Linked DNA regions of Mus musculus: all the other regions are linked to region 3. The links are chromatin contacts, called in public HiChIP or PLAC-seq maps. All regions are on one chromosome and are shown on one strand. Each heading gives the region's core, a stretch centred on a gene start, on an enhancer-like site or on the middle of the called end of the contact. The rest is flanking DNA. Distances are from core to core; before and after follow the strand shown. Region 1 has its middle 23 kb from the start of Gm32897. Region 2 holds the start of Cort (cortistatin). Region 3 overlaps Casz1 (castor zinc finger 1). Region 4 has its middle 38 kb from the start of Gm572.

The links. HiChIP or PLAC-seq counts read pairs in DNA pulled down with a chosen protein or histone mark.
Region 1: a contact with region 3 is called in an H3K27ac HiChIP or PLAC-seq map of embryonic stem cells, with 11 read pairs. The contact joins two enhancer-like sites. A contact is called at or near these places in 9 of 39 promoter capture datasets (the C10 cell line, cranial neural crest, embryonic stem cells and 5 more), 1 of 15 datasets of contacts at CTCF or cohesin (stem cell-derived epiblast-like cells), 16 of 484 Hi-C or Micro-C datasets (the AtT-20 cell line, the CH12 cell line, the G1E-ER4 cell line and 5 more), 24 of 115 datasets of contacts at active chromatin or transcription factors (the 230-238 cell line, craniofacial prominence, embryonic basal ganglia and 9 more) and 1 of 9 other capture datasets (embryonic stem cells).
Region 2: a contact with region 3 is called in an H3K4me3 HiChIP or PLAC-seq map of embryonic stem cells, with 31 read pairs. The contact joins the promoter of Cort here to the enhancer-like site in region 3. A contact is called at or near these places in 3 of 39 promoter capture datasets (liver and pre-B cells), 3 of 484 Hi-C or Micro-C datasets (the HL-1 cell line and liver), 2 of 115 datasets of contacts at active chromatin or transcription factors (the 230-238 cell line and embryonic stem cells) and 4 of 9 other capture datasets (adipose tissue, embryonic trunk, liver and 1 more).
Region 4: an H3K27ac HiChIP or PLAC-seq map of embryonic stem cells shows a contact between it and region 3, with 3 times the contacts expected there. The contact joins two enhancer-like sites. A contact is called at or near these places in 6 of 39 promoter capture datasets (the C10 cell line, cranial neural crest, embryonic stem cells and 3 more), 1 of 15 datasets of contacts at CTCF or cohesin (pro-B cells), 10 of 484 Hi-C or Micro-C datasets (CD4 T cells, ECoMG myeloid progenitors, the HL-1 cell line and 5 more), 23 of 115 datasets of contacts at active chromatin or transcription factors (the 230-238 cell line, CD8 T cells, T-cell acute lymphoblastic leukemia and 12 more) and 1 of 9 other capture datasets (embryonic tail).

What each region holds. Positions count from the first base shown.
Region 1 is chr4:148,722,882-148,725,972 of GRCm38.p6, forward strand. No RefSeq gene overlaps it. Among named protein-coding and RNA genes, the nearest start is that of Gm32897, 23 kb to the right of the region's middle. Within about 2 kb of position 1,575, at least 33 of the 459 cell types and tissues checked have an H3K27ac peak or open chromatin away from gene starts, as enhancers often do. A contact at or near this core is called in embryonic stem cells, where this site is marked.
Region 2 is chr4:149,125,384-149,128,526 of GRCm38.p6, forward strand. Cort (cortistatin) reads right to left here and starts at 1,380. Exons shown (of 2, transcript NM_007745.4): 1 at 1,144-1,380; 2 at 1-90. The coding sequence starts at 1,263. It overlaps Cenps (centromere protein S), which reads right to left. Exons shown (of 5, transcript NM_027263.2): 5 at 2,966-3,143.
Region 3 is chr4:148,911,495-148,914,668 of GRCm38.p6, forward strand. The region is part of intron 4 of Casz1 (castor zinc finger 1); the gene reads left to right. Gm15969 (a long non-coding RNA gene) reads right to left here. Exons shown (of 3, transcript XR_003955174.1): 2 at 2,703-2,890; 3 at 2,076-2,124. Among named protein-coding and RNA genes, the nearest start is that of Gm15969, 4.8 kb to the right of the region's middle. Within about 2 kb of position 1,912, at least 22 of the 459 cell types and tissues checked have an H3K27ac peak or open chromatin away from gene starts, as enhancers often do. A contact at or near this core is called in the N1E-115 cell line and embryonic stem cells, where this site is marked.
Region 4 is chr4:148,679,320-148,682,360 of GRCm38.p6, forward strand. No RefSeq gene overlaps it. Among named protein-coding and RNA genes, the nearest start is that of Gm572, 38 kb to the left of the region's middle. Within about 2 kb of position 1,417, at least 35 of the 459 cell types and tissues checked have an H3K27ac peak or open chromatin away from gene starts, as enhancers often do. A contact at or near this core is called in the N1E-115 cell line and embryonic stem cells, where this site is marked.

The DNA.
Region 1 (3,091 bases), core at 325-2,824, 190 kb before region 3:
GTGGGGTCGCAGGACGTGGGAATGTGGAGAAGAATCAGGGCTCCCTAGGGTTTGCCTGTGGCAACAAGGAAGACTCCCCTTTGCTTTAGAGTCAGGTCAAGCAAGAGACAGAGGAGACCAAGAAGGCGGAGGAGGAGAAGGCGGCCAGGGAGATTCAGAAGGCCCCCACGTGTCAGAAATGGTGGCAGAAGTCTGATCTTGGTATCCAGGAGGCTGAGGCTAGCCTGGGCTACACAGTGAGACCCTGTTTCAAGGACGGGAGGAAAGAAGGGAAGACAGTGACTTCCGATGGCCTGAGACCTGGGTCCTGGGTGCCACGGCTGGCTGTCATGGCTGCCCTGGCTGGCTGTCATGGCTGCCCTGAATGTAGACAAAGATGAAGGGAGGCTTGGAGAAGAGAGACCAGGAGGCAACCCGCTGAGCTTTCCCCAGACATTTGTCAAGGAGCAGCAGGTGGGTGCTGGAGCGGAAGTGGATAAAGGAGAAAGGAACCTGCCGGAGGAAAAGAGGCAGGACACAGGAAGCTTTCTGATTCCGGAAGTGACGCATTCTGCTATTTGGGAGGTAAGTGGGGTGGAGCCTAGAGGGAGGGGCTAGCCAGAGATGGCAGAAACCACACTGCCAATCCGCCCCTCCCCAATCCCCCCTCCCACGAGACTGCGACAGTACCACCACAGTAGCCCCAAAGGATGTCCTGCTTGCTGTGTGCCCCACCCACCGTGGGGAGTTCAGGCCTTTTGCAGCAAGACTCTTTGCCGTAGTCCCCAGGATTTTCTGCCGGGGCAGGAATTATGGTTCCCGTTCTGCTGGGCAGATGCTGAACCACTGAGCTACATCCCCAGACCTACAGAGAGGTTCATTCACTTGCCCAAAGGCCACACAGCTTTTAAGAAGCAGAACTAGAATTCAACCTTGATGTTGCCCCACTGCCTGGCTACCCAGGTGCCCAAGAGTTCCCTGTCCAAAGGATGGTGGATGGGCCTTGTTGACTTGGCTTCTGGATCAGCCAGGGTATGCATGCCAACACTGGGGATGTGTGGGTCAGGAGTGATTTCCCAAAGGGCTGGCTCACTTTAGTTCTCAAGAATGCAAAAAATACTGTTAAAAGAGTTGTTCAAGGGGTGTGGAAATGCAACCCCAAGGTCAGAGGTCAGAGAAGTGCCAGGGATTAGAGAAGCCTTGACTGGAGGGCGGGAGGAGGGGGGGGGGAACCAGAGATGGATGTGGTAATTAAGCTTGCCATCCCAGCACTCAGGAGGCTGAGGCAGGAAGACTGCTGCAAGTTCCAGGCCAGACTGGGCTGGGCTTCAGGGTGCCTGCTCTGTCTCACAAAAGCAAAAGAAATGGACAGCCCTGGTGGTGGTGAAGGTAGTGTGTGTGTGCTGTGTTTCCAGACCTGGCCTGGCTCAATGAAGCAGTCCTGACGGAAGACTCAGAGGCCTAGAGGCAGGAGAGCCAGAGGTGAAGCTGTACACGGCCCATTCATTGGGTGGGTCCCCGCAGCACAGCGCCCGCCTTGCAGGAGCCAGCTCGCCCCGCCCGCGGGGGTCGCCCGTCCCAGGCCGGGAAGTCTAATGTGCCCGCAGCCGTTCCGGGGAGCGGTCCCCCGCCGCGCTAATGTGCGGTCGCCCCGCCCGCCAGCAGTGGTGCCCCCGCGCCGACCCCGAGCGCAAATCGATACGCATCAGGCGGCGGGCTGCCCCGTCCCCTCCCTGCCCACACCCCTCTCTCCAAGCTCCCTTCCTCCCTCTCGGATACCCCGGACCTGCCTCCGCCCTCTGGCTTCCTAGGAGCCTGGGAATCCCGGGTGAGTGGATAGGGGCTTAGGGCCAGAGCGTGCTCATTCTTTCCCCAAGGCAGGGACCCGGGGAGGGGGATGAATGAAACACTCCAATGCAAAACATCAGGGGTGACGGTGGCCCCTGCATAAGAGAAATCAAGACAAGTAAAAATTAAGGCCCGGGAATGTGGCTCAAAGACACAGCTCTATGGCACATAAATTAGATGTGGTGTGCACACCTGTAATCCCAGCACTCGCTCTGGAGTAGAGGCAGGAGGGTCCTAAATTCAAGGTCAGTCCTCAGAGGCTACAAAGTGAGCTTGAGGGATAAGGGAAATCATGCTTCAGGTTAAAATGAAAAGGCTTGGTGGACGATAGCTCAAAGGCTCAAGCGCTTGCTTTGCAACAAAGAGTTCGAGCCTACATAAAAGCTGGCAGGTGTACTGGCACCCTGCTAGTCCAGGTGGGCACGGATGATCCTCAGAGCAGGCTAGACCATCAGACCAGGGGAGCCCCAGGCTCACCAAGAGACTCCAATAAATTGGAGTGTGGGATCAGCATGGAGACACTGGGTGAAGTCACTCACGGAGGAAATCTGGGGACCTGAGGTAGATCCATGGAACCCATGGGTCACCCGAAGGAGAGAGCTCACTGCCACACATGCACCATGGCACCTGTTCCCATTTACCCCACGCCCTCCATGCTGTGATAATAAGTAAAAAATTTAAAGATTAATTTTTTAAAAAGGTGGAACCTGACAGAAGATACCAGGCACCTCTGACCTTACAGGGCCACACAGGCCCGCGCGTGCACTCGCACACAGGCCCACAGGCCTTCGTTCAGGCACACACACCACACGCACATGTACATGTGATAACTACATAAGTTAAAAAAATTAAGGGAAAAATTAATGCAAAAAAAATCCTCAGTGATCAAAAATAAATCAAAATTTTAAATGAAGCTGAGATCAGTAATGGTTGAGCAGAGCCATATTGGAGCCTGGGGCAAAGGGAAAAAAAATATCAAGAAGCTGGATCCTGTTTCATTTAAATGTTGAATTCTTTGTTCATCCCAGATTGCTCACTGGGGGACGGGTTGTCACTGAAACTCGCTTTGGGGACCAGTAATGACAGAAGAAGAAATGCCAGCACCTTAATTACCTTAAAAGTATTATTGGGGGGGAGGGTTGAACCCAGGGCCCCCTGTGTGCTAGGTGCACGCTGTATCCCCAGCATCCTCTCCATCTTTTAAAATTGTGGTTGTTGCAGCAGGGTCTCAGGTAGCCCAGGCTGGCCTCGAACTTGCCGCCTA
Region 2 (3,143 bases), core at 130-2,629, 210 kb after region 3:
GACGGGGGTGCTGGAGCTGGCTTGGGAAGCCCACTCGTGCCACCAGGCAAGGAAAGTCAGAAGGCCGCTCCTCCCCTCGGTGGCTTCCTGCTGTGTTTTAGAGAAGCAGATAACAAAGGAGAGAAAAGCAACCACTCACCACTCACTCACTGGGACTCACTCAGCCTTCGGATATGCCCCCCCACCCCCACCCCCCACAGAGAGCAAACTGTTCCTTAACAAACCACACTCCCTCAAAGTCAGAGTGAGACGGACTCTAGAGAAACTGCTCAGTGGAGAAAAACAGACCAGTCCAATAATAATAAATAAATAAATAAATAAAAATGCTGATTTTTTTCAAGCATGGTAGCAGAGACCTTTGGACTCGGCAGTCAGGAGGCAACAGCAGATAGAGTACTGTGAGCTTGGGCTAGCCTGGGCTACACACAGTGAGGCCTTATCTTGAAAACAAATAAAGTGCTTTAACTTCTACCTTATAATCTGTGCTGAGGTCCTCAGCTCTGAGACTAGGAAAGCTGTCAAAATGGCTGCCAGCTGAGAGGCCCTGGGTCCACAGGCTCTCCCACCTCCACACATCCTCCTGGATGTTCAGAAATCAGAACAGACTGAGTCGCTAAGTCTGGGCCTTCTTTCAAACTCCTCAGGAAGTTTCTAGGAGTACTCTGATGATAAACGACCCATCTGAAACTCATCTGGTGATCTCAAAGAAAAATCCACTTTTAATGGTCAACTTTATGGACTCTTTCTTGGAACTTTTTCAAAAATGGAAAAAAGAGAAAGTAAATCATTTGATGAAATTATAAAATTTACACCATGGAGAACAAGAGGGCAGGAATTATTTGAGCGAGTGAGAGTATAGCTGTGTATATAAATTAAGGCTCTGGAAGTCCGTGTGACTGGTCTCACGGCAGAGAAGACGGTGGAGCGCTGTGACAGCTGGAAGCAATCCCTGTCTCCAAAGCAGACACCAGCAGAGAGGAGTCCCTGACAGACCCAGGCTAGGAGAACTGAGGGCAAACAGGGACCAGGGGTCTGAATGGGGCGTTGTAAAATCCTAGGGACACACACACACCACAACACAGAACACATCATGCAGGACTGAGTGGTCAGAATTACAGAGACAAACTGAGCAGGTGCACTCACCACACTGTCCTGGCCAGTAGGGCCACTCTCCAGGGGAAGGGCGGAGGCTGCGACCCCCCAGAGCAGCAGCAGCCCGAAGGCTGAGGGCCACTTGCCTCCTGTGCCTCGGCCACCCATCATCCTCGGACGTGCTGAGGTCTGTGCTTGGTGGACGAGGGTCTCTTCTGTGGTGTTTTAAGCTCTAGCACCACCTGCTTGGGGGTCTGCACTCGTTCATTGAAAACCTACACGCCTCTCCACACTCACGCGGTGACGCACAAGCCGGAGCAATCAGCTCTCACAGAAAGAAACATTTGTGGGGTTGGATTTAGCCCCTTAATTAAAGACTCGGGACTTTTCCTGTGTTTGGAGTGAATCTGCTCTTATTTTAGAACACATGCGCGCTTGCTCTGGGAGTTCTGCTTCCTTGTGATTGTGCCTGTGGCAAGCAGGAAGCCATCAGAACAAAGCCGGGTGATTTAACAGAATATGAAATCAGGCCTGGGTAAAGAGCTGAAGATGTGGGGTCTTACCCAGGAGAAGCAAGACTGCAGGCTGGGACGCAGCTCAGCTCAGCCCAGCACGTGCCTACCACGGTTCCGTCCATCCCCGGAGCTAAAAGCAGGCATGTCTGAATCGGCTACGAGCAGAAGTAACCAGGTACAGAGAAGACCCAGGGTCACAGGATGGCCCCAGTGTTCACCAGGTCGCAAGGAAGGATGAACCAAGAGCATGTCCCAGACTGCCCTCTGCCCCAGGCTAGACCTTTGACTCGCTCAAGTATAGATGCGGATGCAGAAGAGAGACGGGACCAAAGGCCTTCTGCATCTCAGTGCCACGGACGCTGTCCTGGGCCTCTCAGTGACATGCACACTTGCAGAGTTCCTGGTCTAGGGCTTTCCAAGATGCCCAGGTCAGCAGTTTGCACATTTCTTTAAAAAAAAAAAAAAAAAAGATAGAAAGAAACGAGGCCAGGAAGATGGTTCACTGAGCACAGCAGTTGCGATGCAACCCTGGTAACCTGCAGCTCCACTCTGGCCCCCAGATAATGGTAAAACGGAAGAACACACCGGTTCCTAACAAACTTGACCTCTGACCCACACTCCCGCTGTAGCACACACGTGCATCTCCCTCTCCCCGTCATAGATACCATTTTTGAAAATGTAGACATGCACGTCGATAGACTGGCCAAGTGTAAGGGATGCTTTCTTTGTATAGGTCACAGTCACTTCCTGAGAAACCTGGACTCGGCCAGCTGACAGCCCACTTCCTTCCCAAGACAGTGACAAAGTCCTGGGCCACCTCCTGGCCCTTCACAGGTCCAGGTTGAGAATTGTGGGGATGTGAGGGATGGACCCCGCATATGCAGACAGACCTGAAACCCCATCTCAGACACTAGAGAACACCAAGATCCAAGGGAGGCTCGAGACTGAAACAAAGCAACTGAAAGTCGGCTCCTTCCAAAGTAAAACACGCCCCGCTCTAGAGACCTTCCCGAGGTCCCTCTTCCACCATGGGGTGACGCTCAGGTCATCAGGCTTTGCCTACACCCAGCGAGCTATCCCTCTGCTCCCCTACCACTCCACAAGGGAAAGAAGGCAGGCCCTGAACACCTTACATCCTTCAGGACACAGCAACAGTAGGACAGGGCCCTTGGGACACTCCAGACTTTCCCTTCAAGCAGACATCTCCTCGGGAGAGCCAAGGCTTAATTCTATAGACCTGCTAGAAAAGCCACAAAGCCCTGCTTCTGAAATCAGCCCTGAAGAGTAAGAGATTTCATTCCCAGGGACCACCAGTCACCGCGATGGAGGCTGAGACCTGAAGCCACAGCAGCCGGGCTCAGCAAACACAGCTTTATTTATTCCCAGGGACCACCAGTCACCGCGATGGAGGCTGAGACCTGAAGCCACAGCAGCTGGGCTCAGCAAACACAGCTTTATTTATTCACCCTGCTGAGACCCGCATTCGACCTGGGAAATAAACAGTGAAGGACTAAGCTCACCCCGACAGCCAGCACA
Region 3 (3,174 bases), core at 662-3,161:
TGCTGCAGGCCTTGATCCTTCACAGTCCCCGAGAAAGGGACTCTCCACTTGTCCCCAGGGAGGGCTGCCAGGGTGGGACCCTCTGACTGACTCGTCCCTGGTGAGATAGAGGTGAGCAGACCAGACAGAAGCACTTGTGGCAGCCATCTAGATGAGCTTTGTTCTCCTAGGAGACACGTCTTCAGGTTCATGTTTATACAGTGTACTCTTGTGAAGGCCGAGGAGGAGGAGGAGGAGGTGGTGGTGGAGGAGGAGGAGGAGGAGGAGGAGGAGGAGGAGGAGGAGGAGGAGGAGGGAGATGCTTCCCATGGCCCACTGAGAGACCACTTTAGTCAGTTCAGGAACAGCCCCCCACTGCTAGAACTCACAGGGTTACCTTGGGAACTATGGAGAGCAGAGTGGCTGCTTTGCAAACAGCTGTCTGATGGAGTGGGGCTCAGCCTGAACCCTGAACTAGGTTTGCCCCCTTTTTGCTTGTGTGGGTTTGAGAGAACCTGAGTGCTTTGCCGGATTTGACCAAATTATGAATTAGGAGGTGGGGAGCATCGCAGTGTTCTTAGGGAGACTGGAGGGTACTTGGGGCATAACCACCCTGGCACTACAGATATCTACCCTGCCCAAGAGGGAGAAGTTACAAAGCAGTAGGGATGGGCATTCCTAAACAACCCAGAAAGGAGGGGGTCTGAGAGGGAACCAAGCCAGAACCACAGTCGGTGTGCTTGGATAAGGGTAGATGAGATAGATGTGCTGTAGCCATTGATGGTCACGCTGGCAGCAGTGAAGTTCAGGCCTTCCTTGACTGACTTTCTCTAGGCTCTGGGTGGAGGCAGCAGGTGGGATAGTCTGGAGGGCAGGCGATGGATGACCAGGCTCTTCCAAGCCAAGCGTGCCAGCTCCTGCCAGTGGGGTCATGACCCTCTTGATAAGAAGGGTCATCCTGGGACTCCTTGCAAGTCTACAGATGGCGGCAGAAGGAGCTCCCGGGAACCCGAGGCAGGGCTAAGAGCCCCTGAGAAGAAGCCTGGATGTTTTCAGTTTCCAGGTCCCTTGGGGGCCCAGGGGCAGATTGAGACAGGCTCCTTGCAGGGGAGGTGTTAACAAACAGCAGGTGATTAAACATGACAAGCGGTGACATTTCTGTTCAGGGTTCTCAGTCCCAGCAAAGCCAAGAATGAAGCTATAAACCCTGACATTTTGTGTTATGCACTGAGAGGATTTTAATAGACCTCGTTCCCTCTTCTCCAGTCCTCCTCTTCTCTCCCTCTTCACCACCCCCATCACATCCAGTGTCCCACAGAGCACCCCTCCATTCCATTTTGCCTGACTTTCAGGAGCCATCTGGGCTGTATGGGTCTCTGTACCTGCAGGTCCTGGCCAGATGCCCCCCTCCCCACACCTTCTTGGTTTTGATCTTTCCTGTTGTCCCTCTTCAAACCCCCCTTGCCTCCCTCCACCGTCCACTTTCTCACCTCCTTTTTTTGGGTCCTGATCTCACAGCCTGTCCCTTAGCTGCGGCTGTCCCAGTTGTCAGGGACAGCAGGTGGCTGTCCTTGTGCTCTTTGTGCTCATAACATTTCCAGACAGACTTGAGAGCGGGTGTAGGGAGTTTGTGGGGCTTGGTATGGGCTCTCCCCCATCTTTCTTTTTTAATCTCCTTTTCTCCTTTTTGGGACAAGGACAAGGCAGAGGGAGAAAATTGCTCTACGCTGCAAACAGTTGCTGGGTTTATTCAGAAAGGACTGACCAGCAACAGTTGTTCCTCTTACAGAGAAATGCAGGAACAACTGGGGCCTTCTTTGTTCTCTGGGCAGAGTCCTGTGAAGGGCATTTGGAGGTGAGCCTGGGGCTAAAGAGGGCAAGACACTCACAGTGTCAATTGAGTCCCACCCAGGGAGTCCCCACCCCAGCAAGCAGGAAAGGTTTTTAGAGCTAGGCAGGGTCTGGTTAAGAAGTCAGGCCACACCCTGGGTCCTCCGCTCAGCCCTAGTCAACGCAAGAAGCTCTTAGCGGTCTGTGTTCATTTCAGTAAATATTTATTGGACAGACACTGTGCTGAACAGTAGTTCCGTCCTGTAGATCTCTTGGTCAAATGAGGTGGATGGAGGAGTTGTTACTGTAGAGGGCCTACAAACAAGAACAGGGGTCAGAGATGAGGACCAGAGGAGGGGATGATCTAGAGGGCGTCTCACAAATGATATGGTCACTAGGGCCCCTGAAGGATGCCTAGGAGAAGGGAGGCCAGGCCTAGGATTGAGGTTGGACCCTCTGCGTAGCGGTCAGTGTTCTGGAGGCCTGGGGTATACTGTGTAGCCTCACGGTACTACCTGGCATGGAGGAGAGTTTGAGCTGTGTCATCCCACAGTAGGTGTCTCTAGGACTCAGAACCTATTTTCTTATCTACCCTTCCACCTCTGCCCAGCTGGGCCAGGCACGATGGTCTGGGTAAAGTGGGAATGAAGCTCACCCCAGTTCAGTGGACAGAGAGCCGCAAGAAGTGGGCGGATGCCCATAGACTGTGGCTGTGCAGCCTCTTCTGTCTCTGTCCTTGGGGTGATGAGTCACAGGTAAGGAGGTAAGAGAGACATACAGGCTCGTGTGATGGGCCCAGTGCAGGAAGCAAAGGAACCAGGGCAGCCTTGTGTCACCTTCCTTGCCTGTCACTCAGCAGGATCAGGTAACCTCCAGGAGCCCCCTGAACTCACTCATGTTGCTGCTTCTCTCTCGGTGGTTGGGAAGCGGCGCACAGTGTGTCCTTGTTAGCCTACAGGCTTCCCAAGAGACTTCAGATGGTCCTCTAGGATCCTGAGGGCCAGGTTGAGCAGTGCCAATAGGGACTCAAGATGCATCTGAGAAGCTCGGAGAAGCATCTGAGAAGGAGGGTTGTTTGGACCTGTGTGGATTAGAGGAGGACCAGAGGGGAGCAGATGGGGGGGGGGGTCCTAAGATGCAGGCTCCAAGTTCAGCCGCTCATCCATCAGGAGCTGGCCTCACATCCTGGTGTTAGACGGCCACAGCCACACCAGTAGCCAAGGGCGAACTCTAGGGCCTGTTGTCTGGAAGGGTCTCACACAACCCACGGGGCACCTTTTTCTTTACTGGTTTGCCTCTGCCCAGGAGCTGTGCTGGCACACTGTCCCAGTGTCACATTGGTTCTCTAAAGGAGATCAGGCTGGT
Region 4 (3,041 bases), core at 167-2,666, 230 kb before region 3:
CCAGGGTTATACAGAGAAACCCTGTCTCGAAAAACCAAAACAAACAAACAAACAAACAAACAAGTCTGTATCAAAATAAAATAAAATAAAATAAAATAAAATGAAATAAAATAAAATGATCGCTATGAATGGTCCAGCAATTCCCAGGGCAGGAAGAGGCTAGGCCTGGCTTGGCCTGGGCTCTGGATGCTCTTCTCAGGCAGAATAAACAATAGGCAGCCATTTCTTTCCCCTCAGCTAACTCTCCTCACCCTCTCAAAAGTGGGAAGTCTTCTTTAATTAAAAAGTGCTCGGGGTTCCATGCAGGACTCCTGTTCTCTTTTAAGACGTAACAACACTGACTCTATGGCCCCTCCTACACTTGATGTGCCAGGGCCAGAATGGTACCCATGACCAATTCTGGGGCTATGGCAGGCATACTCGTGAACATCGTCCCTGCCTTGGGGACATCTAATTTTCTTGCCGAGACCTCCCAGGTCTTGCAGGCAGGCATCTGTTTATGCCTGACACATCTGTGTGCCGTGACATCGTGGAAAGGGGTTCTGTGGGGTTGGGGTTGTGGGGTCTTAGCCAGTCTAGGCTATTCAATGTGATTAGACATCATTTGGGTCCCTTGGGTTCTAATCTTCTCCTCCCCAGAGTCTCAGCCAGTAAGCATACATACACTGTACTTCTTCCTTGTCTGTCCTGCGCAGCAGTCAACACAGCCAGAAAATCCCTGGGTTTGCCTCTGTGAGTACCAAGCCTGTGGCCCTGGACTCTCAGATGTCCTCTGCTTCCCGTGATGGCTTCCTGTCACGGCATACCCTTTTAGCGCCGGCTGCAAGTCTCTGTTGGGTATTTGAATCTCACTTAAACTGGAACTGTACTTATTATCAACTCAGTAATTCTCCAGATTAGGGAGTAACCGAACTCCCGATCCTCTATCTTCCGAGTGCTGGGATTACAGGCATGAACGGCCTTGCCATATGTCACTCATATAAGGCTGGACATGGAACCGGAGGCATCGTGCATGCTAGGCAAGAACCCTACCAACTGAACTATGTCTCAGGCCTATCTCCTCTCCCCAGCCCTCCTTTTTCCTCTTTGGAGACCCAGGGTGAGCCATTCCACACCCCAGCACTGTGCCCTTCAGAGTGAGGTCCCCAGCCAGCAATGCCTACATTCCCTGGGAATTCACTAGAAACACAAATCACTAGGGTGGTTTTGTTTTTGTTTTGTTTTGAGACAGGGTGTCATGTAGCCCAGGCTGCCCTGGAACCCTCTGTGTAGCCAAGGCTGACCTTGAATTTCTGATCTTCCAGTTTTCCTTCTCTCAGTTAAAGAGATTACAGCCAAGTCCCACCCTGCTCAGTTTAGATATGCAAATTATTAAACTTGGAATGTCCCTCAGTTACCAAAGTCTAGCTGGGCCACTGCATTATCTTAACGAATGAATTGGACCACACCCCAGATGACAGATCAAGAAATTCAGTCAGTGAGGCCTGATAGTTTGCATTCTAACAAGACTTCCTGTGGATTCAGGAGGTGCTCCATTGCACACAAGAAAACAACTGCTAGGGAGAGAGAGAGAGAGAGAGAGAGAGAGAGAGAGAGAGAGAGAGAGAGAGAGAGAGAGAGAGAGAGAGAGAGAGAGAGAGAGAGGAGACTGGTACTCCCTAAGTCAAAGAACTCCTTTGCCTCTAAAATAAAGGCTACATTCTGTTTCAAAGTCTTGCCACCACCATCTGCCCACTGTAAGCAGGACCACCCCTTTGAGGAAGAAAGAAACGATTGTTTCCATTTTATGGATGCAGAAACTGAGGCTCACAGCCTGATCCAAGGTCACATAGATAGCTGGAAAATAGTAACTCAAGGTCTTCATATTCTTAGGCAAGGAATCCTTCCAGCACACCTTGAGTCTTCAGAATTCCTTTAGACCAAAGAAACAAACCCAGGTCCTATTGGCCAGGAAGGAGATCTGCCTTCCAGCTTTCTGCCCAATTTCCAGTTGCAATCACAAGAGAGAGCATCCAGGAAGCATAAATTTTGCCTGGCAGTTGAGTAAGAGCTCTGAAAGGAGTTACACGTCAGGGAGATGGGACTTTATTTCTCAATGAAATAGCCTTTTTATGGCTGGAATAAAAGTGCCAGGGGAGCCTAATGCCAGGAAGCAGAAAGCACATTTGATAAACTCCTCCAGCCAGGGCGGGGCTGCATGGGAACTCACCGCAGAGTTCCCCACGACACCAGTGCATGCTTCTCTGTAGATCCGAGTCCTGCCTGGGAGAGATCTTGGTTAAAGGTGGTGGTGGGGTCGTGGGCGGCGGTCCTCGTGGCCCTTCTAGATGGAGAATGGCTGACACTGGACCCCAGAGCCTGAAGCTGGGTCTCCAGTTAAAAGTGGAGCTGCAATGTAAAGAGCAGCCAGCAGGGGGCAGCATAACACACTGTTCCAGCCTGACCTGGGGCTGCTACAAGGGTTGGGGGCTTAGGGGTGGGGGGGCCTCTGGGGTACAACCCTCAGAAGAGGTCAGCGGTAACTCTCTCCCTAGGAAGTCTTCCTCCTCCTTTCAGCTTTTCTCTTCAGCCTTTTCCTATCAAAGAACAGTTCCCCATAAGGTGGGGTAGGGTTTCCCTCCCCTGTCTTGCCCACTCTCTGGCTGTCTTCTTAAGCTTCGACAAGTTTATCTTTGGACTTGACTAACCCATTGATTTCCTCCCAATGGGGTCTTTCAGATAGTCTTAGTGTAACTACGTGCAAATGGGCAGAGTTTGTAGGTTTTGGGGGCACCACCTTCATAGTCCCGGGGCGGCGGTGGGGAGGGTGGGGGCGCGAGAAAATCCTGAAGGGCAAAGGCAGCAGGGAAATCTCCTTTCTGAGTGTGTGTGATTGGCAGGTTTACGGCCTCAGGAAGGTGCGTGGTATTCCGCACAATCAAGTCATTTTTAAAAATAATCTCCCTGCTTAGGTCGAACATGCTGCTAATTGCATTTTAATAAGTCTCTTAAAATCTTGCCATATTTTTTAATATCCTAATATTAGGTAAGTGATTGCGGGG